Linked DNA regions of Zea mays: region 1 is linked to region 2. A link is a contact called in public Hi-C data. All regions are on one chromosome and are shown on one strand. Each heading gives the region's core, a stretch centred on a gene start, on an enhancer-like site or on the middle of the called end of the contact. The rest is flanking DNA. Distances are from core to core; before and after follow the strand shown. Region 1 holds the start of NNR1 (nitrate reductase [NADH]-like). Region 2 has its middle 170 kb from the start of LOC103653283.

Region 1 (4,746 bases), core at 1,210-3,709, 300 kb after region 2:
TACCATTAAGCTATTACACGTACTTCATACTTGGTGAACGTCCAAGCCAAGCTTTGGTGAAGCTCAAGATTACTAAACAATGGGATGGGCTTTCCCTATGAGCTATAGTTACTCTAATGATCAATACTAGATACTAAGAGAAAACTAGTGCAAAGGGTTATTAGTATAAACATGTTTACTTGCAACCTTAATTATTATTTACACTTCTTACAACCCAATGCAACTTGTTAAAGTATTTATGACTATATGATAAATGGTTACATGGATCTTAATGGTTGGTTTGTGTCTATAACTATATAAATGATCATGCAATTATTTCTCATGTGATAGGAGTATGTGATAGCAACTTTGTGGACACATGCATTGACCTAAGTATGCACCACGTCGTCCAAGAGAATGACACGAGGTGCTAGCCTAATGGGCCATGATAGAACCCTTGTGGTAGCTATTCGTCAACAAATTCATTAAGGGAGTGACCTATAATGTGATAGATAGAGCATCTAGTGAGATGTGCCTAATACCCAGATGAAGTTTATCATATTGACAACCTATTCTATGTAATAGTAGATCTTGTGAAGTATGATGCTAAAAAAATCTAGTGTTAGATTATGAGGAAAGTCCCTAAACAAGGTCCATATTGTGTAAGATGTATGCCTTTCCTTTTCATAAGGCAGACTGATTTTCACCTTAACGTTTTCCAAGTGGCTTGTTGAAGTAAAGATGTCCTACATGACAACTCTTGATAAATATACCTATATGAGTTGGACTGCTAGTCATAGATTATATGATTTAGGTGGTCTATAGGTACATGAAAGGTTCAGGAGTTTCACTTCTATGCTTCAACTAGAAGGGATGCTTTATCCAACCTAGTATCAATAAAGAACTTATTTGAATTTTATTTTGCACAAAAGTGTCAATTCAAGGCATAGTTTGTTATTTAGTTGTGATGAAGTGTAATCTCTAACTAAGTTGACGTTCAACTTAACTATCTCCATCGGAACACTGGTATATCAAACAATAGTGAATCGAGAACATTTCATATGTGCTCAGAAATTTGGTGAGATTATGAGATTTAATATAGGTTTGGCTCATATTTTTAATGTTGTGGTGCAATATTGTTTTAGTCCTATATGGGATTTTGACTAATTATTGACTCAACTTAAATGTATGGACTATGTATGCACCTATTGTGAAGTTAAGAGGGATTAAGGCATGTCACACGCGTGTACCGTGGCCAAGCCGTGGCATGGCGAGACGCTATGTGATGTGCATAGGATCAGGGCATGCCACTTCCCAATAACATACAGAGGAAATATCTGCCACAATCTTTATCCATTATTCCATCGCTCAAAGTCTCTGCTACGATTTCCACCTCTTTGGCCATGATCACCGTATGTTAAGTGTGGAGTGTCGAACAATTCTTGGGTACGAGGCACATAAGGCACTCTCTCTCTATCTATCTCTCCTCTATTGAGTACCTTTCTAATTACTTTCATTTTGGTCCTCTGCATGCACTGAGGATTAGAAGAGCAGGTCTCTAAAACAATGCTTGCATCTCCATCACTTGCTCTAGTGTGTCGGGGGATCAGGTTTTTGTGGACATCTTGTATAACTACCCAATTTTGTTCCTGTCGACTACATCATCTTCCTTCTGGTGGATCTTTGAGGGACTATACTGCAAATTTGCATTGATTATGGTCCGTGACTTCGAGTAATACACTAGGTCAACTAGTGCATATGGAGACATCGGTGTCTAAAGCACAAGGCCCTATGATGCGTATATCTCTAATTTTACTGTACAAAAATTTAGTAAGATATTCGTGCCCTCTAACCTTTCGTATGTTCGTCATGATTGCCACTGTAATGATCAAATTATACTTTACATATGCACATATATGTTGTCATAAATTTACTACTATTTTTATGGATTAAATTAATAATAAAATATCAATTTTACTATCGGTAACAACCTATGAGTTAGACCAAACCAGCTAATAGCTAGCAAGCTAACTATTAACACGAAATATATATGAACTAGGCACGAAATATATATGAACTAGGCCTAAAATAATACTCACTCCGTTCCGATTTATAATTCGTTTAACTTTTTATCCCAAGTTTGATCGGTTTGTCTTATTCAAAAAAATTCATAATTATTGTTAATATACTCCAAGTATGTCTTTAAATTCTTCAATTTTTCATAAAATTTTTGAATAAGACCAGCCGGTCAAACTTGTCAAAAAAGGTGAAACGGATTATAAATTGGTACAGACATTTTAGAGTAAATAGTATTGCAAGGGCAGCCACCAGCCAATAATCACAAAATCAACATTATTTTCGTGGCGTTGAGCAATTCAACACAAAGTACCAAGCGTTAGGGTGCTGGTCTGCTGGGTGTAGAAAAACCTATGGCGCACACTGACTTTGAGGCGCCATGTCACGCTGGAGCACCCGCGCCCGTGTGTGTATATATACATACGCCTGTCGTACTGCCTTCCACAGACAATAATACCGAGCCCTCTCTTCCATTCCAGCCTTCCCAGGCCAGCTGCAACTACTGGCTCATCACCAGAAACCAGAACGTACGCCGGCAACCCATCTCCCTGAAATGGCCGCTGTGGAGCCCCGGCAGTTCGGGCGTCTGGAGCCGGGCTCCTCGCCAGTGCGCGTGGCCACGAACGGCGCCAAGGCGTACCCTCCTCCGGCAAGCCACCTCCCGCGGCGCGCTGACTCCCCTGTCCGCGGCTGCAGCTTCCCTCCCCTCGTCTCCCCGCCGCGCAGGCTGGACGACGCGTCGGACGACGAGGACGAGGAGCAGGAGGACTGGCGAGAGCTGTACGGCTCGCACCTGCAGCTGGAGGTGGAGCCCGCGGTGCAGGACGCGCGCGACGAAGGCACCGCGGACGCGTGGATCGAGCGGAACCCGTGCCTGGTGAGGCTGACGGGGAAGCACCCGCTCAACTGCGAGCCGCCGCTGGCGCGGCTGATGCACCACGGCTTCATCACCCCGGCGCCGCTGCACTACGTGCGCAACCACGGCGCCGTGCCGCGGGGGGACTGGGCGACGTGGACCGTGGAGGTGACGGGCCTCGTGAGGCGGCCCGCGCGGCTCACCATGGAGGAGCTGGCGCGCGACTTCCCCGCCGTGGAGATCCCCGTGACGCTGGCGTGCGCGGGCAACCGGCGCAAGGAGCAGAACATGGTGCAGCAGACGGTGGGCTTCAACTGGGGCGCCGCCGGCGTGTCCACGTCCGTGTGGCGCGGCGCGCGCCTCCGCGACGTGCTCCGCCGCTGCGGCATCGTGCCCCGCAAGGGCGGCGCCCTCAACGTGTGCTTCGAGGGCGCCGAGGACCTCCCCGGCGGCGGGGGATCCAAGTACGGCACCAGCGTCACGCGCGAGTGGGCCCTGGACCCGTCGCGGGACATCATGCTCGCCTACATGCAGAACGGCGAGCCGCTGCTGCCGGACCACGGCTTCCCCGTGCGCGTCATCATCCCCGGCTGCATCGGTGGCCGCATGGTCAAGTGGCTCAAGCGCATCATCGTCACCCCCGCCGAGTCCGACAATTACTACCATTTCAAGGACAACCGCGTCCTGCCGTCGCACGTCGACGCCGAGCTCGCCAACGCAGAAGGTAATTAGCAGTTCATGTTTAATTTATTACTACTCAAGCAAAAAAAATGATGTCTGACTTTGCTATTGCAAATGATTGAGCAGCGTGGTGGTACAAGCCGGAGTACATCATCAACGAGCTGAACATAAACTCGGTGATAACGACGCCGGGGCACGACGAGATCCTGCCCATCAACAGCATTACCACACAGCGCGGCTACACCATGAAAGGATACGCCTACTCCGGTAAAAAAAACAGACATGCATCACTGACTTTTCCTACTTTTGACTTAGTAAGTAGTTAGCTGCAGGTACTACAAACTGAATATATATGAAACTTGGCATATATAGTAAGTATATAATAACCCAATAAATAGGAGTATCTCTCATCCATGCATCGTTATGTGTCTCGTAGCCCTGTTTGACCTAAACATAGTATAATCAAGTTAGATCCATGCACGCATCTTGAACTAGATAGCTAGGCTGTCATATATTGTCGTATTCTTATAATTCAGTAAAAGAGAGAGAGACTGACTAGCTAGGAGACATCCATGACCATGACCGGTGGTGTTCTGAAGAGACGCGTCTGAAGAGAGGGGGGCCTTTTTAATCCGTGGTCAGTTTTAAATTTTCACCTAATACAATAAACAGCTTTCAAACATTTGATAACTTTCTATACAAACACTTGTATCGTTCCCACAAATCAGTTAAGCAGTTCACTGCAAAAAAAAACCCCCAATGATGACGATCAGCACCACACAAGGATCTTAAATGTATTGAACTGTCAATGCCATACACATATCTCACAGACCACAGAGATCGATTCTTCCATGAAGGTTGACAATACCAAACTTAAACGGGATACATGACGTAGCAAGAAACGCGTGCGCTTCAATTTGACTGCTGAGGAAGTCCAGATGCATGCATGCATGGGGCGCTGATGATGGTACTAAGCAGCATGCAGTCGATGTGTCACTCATGTGTGCAAACAAAAGTATAGTAGGGACCCTTTCATGATTAATTACAGTACTATACTTGAACGGAACAGAGACCAATAATGAGTGCATGTATAGATTCCCACAGATATGATTATAGTAGTAGTAGCTATATAGATTAAAGGGATCCGGAAAACC
Region 2 (5,177 bases), core at 896-3,395:
AAGATAATAACTTTCACTTTAAGATATGTATTGATTTAAAACGCTGATGTGAATGAGTTCGACAAATTTGTTGCAACTAGCATAGGCCCAAGGGATACACATCCCGGTGCCCCCACCACCACCTCCCATTCATTATCCTTGGTCTTCACCTCCACCTATACCTACATATCCATCTACCGAACATCAGGTATGCATATTCATCATCATTTACTTATTGTTAGTTATATTATGATGTAACTCAGCAAATGCCATTTGTACATGTATATTAGACCCATCCAGCTACCTTGCCGACGCATGAACAAGACGACGGGTTAGACTTTGTCGAAACCCTCTTCAACAGTGGAGGTATCGACCATCACTCTTCACTGTAACCCGATGGTGATCGGCGACCGTGAGCTTCCATGTTTTTGCATTCTGATACTTGAGACTTTTATTATGACTATGTATGAGATATTGTCTCCTATTAGTACTGGATGATGAGATGTGTCTTATTATGACTATGGATGAGACTTGTGATGTAATTGATGAGACTATGGATGAGACTTTTGTGATGTAATTGATGAGACTATGGATTTAAATATTGATATGTGATTGTGTGTGAGATGTTTTATGTGAAAATATGTTGTGCTATATAGCTGTTGATATATTTGTTATGTTGTGGAATGTGGTGTAAAATATAAACAACATTTATAATGCTGGTCAAATTAACTTCCTAGAGGCTTATTAAGCCGTAGGAAGTTAGCTAGCTAACTTTGTAGGGGCTACAGTCAGACGTAGAAAGTTAGCCAGCTAACTTCCTAGGGGCTACAGTCAGCCGTAGGAAGTTAGTCGTAGAAAGTTAGTCAGCTGATGGCGTGAAGCTACTAACTTCCGAGAACCTACTAACTTCCGATAGGCTTCATTGGCTGTAGCAAGTTAGCTAACTTTCTAGAGGGCTCTAGAAAGTTAAGCTAACTTCCGACAAAAAAATTCCGAGAGCCAAACTTCCGACGGGGTGGCTTAACTTCCGAGAGTTTCGCTAACTTCCTAGAGTTTAGGGCTAACTTTCTAGGGTTTAGGCTCTAGGAAGTTCACTATTTTGGTGTTGTGGTAAAGCTCTTTGGAGGCAAGCACGGTGGCCTACTCTAGATCTTCTTCAAATCCATTGCCTAACTCCTTATGAGCGAGCGCATGCACCGGCCTTTTATGGATCAATGTCAAGCTCCTTTGGACCAACTACGTCGAACACCTCCATAGCTCTCTGTAAGGTCATTGGTGACAAGCACGCTAGGTGATCATCACCACCTCTATACCTCTTGTATTCCTCTTTCCCCCCTATTTCTATATCATTGGTTCTGGGTTAGAGCAACTGCTTTTTGTTGAAGAAGCTGCTTATCTGAGAAGTTGGCTCATTGTCTACTTTTACTTCGTTCTAAGAAGCATTTAAATTGATAAGCTGCTACGAAACACCATAGTTGGTACAGGTTCTACAAATTAAGTTGTGAGCTAGATCAGCTTGTTGGCTATGACAAGTTCTTTAGGCCAACCTAGCATATAAAAAGCGAAACGACGGATCATACCTGGAACATAAGGTACAAGACCCAGTTCGGCCCGATCATGTACATCCATACCTGTGTGCATGCGCACGGGCGCGTTTGTGGTAGCGTGCGTCCACAACACTCGACACACGTATAACTGGATCCGTCGCTTAGGGCATGTACAATGGTGTTTAATGTAGAGACTCTTGAGGTGTTATTTGCAAAAAATCGTGGAGCCGTATCTCCGCGAAGTGACGTGTCTAGCTCTTAAACCAAGTAGCAACGTTGTACAAACACATTTATTTCTGTATTTATTAATAGACTACATTTATAAACACTTTATTGTATAATATAGTTTCTTAGTTATCTTTATAATTGGAGAACCGTTTTTGATATCTCTCGGGCATATATGGCCTTAGATCCGTGGTGGTGCCGTGTTCTGTGGCCTGCTTGTCTGTAGCAGCTTTGACTGCATCCGGGGGAGGCGCCAGCCCGCCGGCTGTGTAGCGTTTCCCGCGCGGCGCGCAACGCAAAGCACAAGCTCAGGAAACCGCGGCGGCCCTTGGCCCCCCGTTACGAGCCAGAGCCGGCCATGCGACGTGCGCGCGGCTGATCGGGAGAGGCCAGGCCACCCAGGGCTGGCTATGCCTGCCGCGCGGGCGCGCGTCTCAATTTGGCCGTTGCGTGCTCCATGCGCCACCCTCCGCGGCGAGGCCGCACGCAGTCACCGACTCGACCCGACCTTGTGCCGGCCCCTTGCACTCCAAGAGCTTCCAGTACGTAGCAGTGAACTGTAAATTGCTCATCGCCATGCATGTTTTCATGGCGATGGAAGAGACAAATTCATTTCTCCTGGATGAACAGACAGCTTTGAGTGGATCTTGCATGAAATTTTATTATTACTATTTGAATTGAAGCCATTCCTTAAGCCTCCACGTTCGACGCCCTCACAAAGTAACAATCTAATAAATTCTCGCAAAAAGGAGAAAAAACATCTAGAAACTAAAAGTCGTTGGTGCAATGGTTGCATTTTTTACACATCTGATCATCTAAATTTCTCATAGAAAAAGTAAATTACTACCGAAAAAAAGAATCCAGACTCTGATAGTAGTCCTAGTTAAATTAGAACCGGTACCAAAATAAGATTTAGGGCCTGTTTGGAAATTATTTTTTCTCAAAACCACAGTTTATAATACCACGGTTTATTGTAATTCATGACACAACTATAATATATTTTACATTAGTCCAATTCAACGCCTGTTTGGAGATAAATTATTCTAATTATAGTGTAGAAGAAGAGAAGACTGTAGTTACGTGTAAACTAAAAACTTTGGTCCAAACTAGATATCCTTTAGTATCCATTTTTGCAATCAACCGATGCTAACACAACAACAAAAACCGAAACTTTTGTAGGCCGAAATAAATTATATGCGTTTTTAGCTATGCCTACAAAAATTAGCCAATTTTCGTGAGTCCTTAAACAGTCAATAAAAATTAATATTTTTTGTCAGGTGCTGTCAGACAATCAACATAAATTATGCATTTTACACCGTCATTCGTGCCTTTTTCTCCCTCTCATTCTTTTCTCCCGCTCTCAGTCACTCCCGCCTCCACGTACCTCGTCGCCAGGGGCCCGGCGCCTGCCTTATCAAATGCAGCGCTCTAGCATAGATTCTTCTGTGCTTTTCTCCATCCAACAAAATTAGTATAATTTTTATTGACCACCCATAAAATTTAAATATATCAAGCTAATAAATATTAATTATTATATGGTTACTTTAATAATCAACATGCATTTTTAGTATACTAGTTTGGTAAAACTAACTATAATGGAATATTTAACGGCTAGTTTTTAAACTAAAATATCTACTATCTATTAAGTTAATAGTGTAGACCACAGCACAACCATATACCCTCACCCCTACCCCTGCCTCGCTTTGCCTGTCCCGCCCGCCACGCAATGCCCGCCCCCTCCCCCCCTGCAATAGACGCCCCTGCCCGGGCGCCCCCTCCGTTTCGTGCGGCTCCCGTGAGCCCGCCGTCCTCCCCCCACACCGCTCCCTCCCCATGATATTGTCGCCCCCTTCCGGATACCTGCTATCCTCCCTCGTCTCACTCCCTCGCCCCCGATAGATAGCCGACAATCTCCCCGAGTTCTTGCATAAAAGGGAGGGGTTTTACCAACCAACAACGCCTGGGTGCTGTAGTACTAGGTAGAGGTACCATGTCGGGCACCGTGGGCGATGGGAAGTCGGTGGGGCGCTTCTTGGTGAGGAGGTGGAGCATCTCATTCGCGGCAACGGAGATTAGAGAGGAGGATGCGCGCGAGGCGCAGCGGCTGAAGCTCGTGGCGGTGGCGTCCATCTTGGCGTCGGGCACGGCGGGGGTGCTGGTCCCGCTGCTGGGCCGCTCCGCCTCGACGCCGCGCACCAATGGGGACGTCTTCTTTGCCGTCAAGGCGTTCTCCACGGGGGTCATCCTCACCACCGACATGGTGCACATCCTGCCCGCGCCCTTCGACGCTCTCGTGCCAGCCTGTGGCAACAGCGCCAGGACCATCAGTTTCCCCTACGCGGACCTCGTGGCCATGTGCTCCACCATGGCCACCATGATGGTTGACTCCACCGCCGTGGCTTACTACCAGTGCGCGCACTTCCGCAAGGCGCGCCCCGTCGATGGAGGCTAGGGTCGCGCGTTCCCACGGATGAGGAGGGCGCCGCCGCCATCGAGCGCGTGGGCCACGTGCACGCGCACAAGCCGCCTGCCGGTGCCTTGCCTCAGGATGCCTCCATCGTCGCCGTGTCCATTAGGCACACGATGATCTCTCATGTGAGCACCTTTCCAGATTCCCTCAATAGTGGTCCACAAGAGTGAAAAAAGAATCTGGTGAAAGTTTGCAATAATCTGGAATGCTAATGATTCAAACATTCTAACTTCAACTGAGATAGGATAGATATGATATGGCGAGCGACTTTGATCTGAACCATTTTGTAATACCCAAAAAGTGTAAAAGAGGATATAGTTGATTTACATATATGTGGTTGCCTCCATTTATTATAACATGTGAACAAATACTTCAAAAGTCATTAATTAACTAATGACACCTAAAAATAATTTGTGCATCATGATGTGGTTATTTGTTTGTGCATTCACTCATGAAGATAATGACAAAAGAAATATACTAAAGTTGAGATGGGCATTTAACCTAAATTTGGAATCCTAGAAATTTGGAGAAAACAAGTCACTAGATTTAACAAAATAAATATTAAAATAGATAAATTCACCATACAATGTCTAAGATGAATATTTAATGAGAAAACAAATCTACCAAGAAGTATGAATTTGAATGGGATTTAAAATTATGAATTTGAGAATTTAAAAGAAAAAGAAAAGAAGATATAAAAGAAAAGGAGAAAAAGCTTGCTCGGGCCGGCTTCCCTCAATTCGGCCCACTAACCCCGCTTCCCTCTGCGCGGCCCAATTCTCCACCGCGCGCTACCTCCCTCTGCTACGCGGGGCCCTCCCGTCAGCCGCACTAGGACTCAGGCGCGTCGCTTTGGTGACTATCAAGCCGACCCCACATGTCATCCCCCCCGCCGCGTCAACGAAACGCGCGCCATGCGCGGATCCTCACCTTTCTTCGCGCGTGCAGGCCACATT

What was found. Hi-C and Micro-C count contacts between places; a contact is called where the count stands out from the background.
Region 1: a contact with region 2 is called in a Hi-C map of leaf, with 4 times the contacts expected there. The contact joins the promoter of NNR1 here to the enhancer-like site in region 2. A contact is called at or near these places in 4 of 25 Hi-C or Micro-C datasets (ear, leaf and tassel).

What each region holds. Positions count from the first base shown.
Region 1 is chr4:58,903,291-58,908,036 of Zm-B73-REFERENCE-NAM-5.0, forward strand. It overlaps NNR1 (nitrate reductase [NADH]-like), which reads left to right and starts at 2,460. Exons shown (of 4, transcript NM_001305856.1): 1 at 2,460-3,635; 2 at 3,719-3,859. The coding sequence starts at 2,609.
Region 2 is chr4:58,606,951-58,612,127 of Zm-B73-REFERENCE-NAM-5.0, forward strand. No RefSeq gene overlaps it. Among protein-coding and RNA genes, the nearest start is that of LOC103653283, 170 kb to the left of the region's middle. Within about 2 kb of position 2,146, at least 17 of the 20 cell types and tissues checked have an H3K27ac peak or open chromatin away from gene starts, as enhancers often do. A contact at or near this core is called in ear, leaf and tassel, where this site is marked.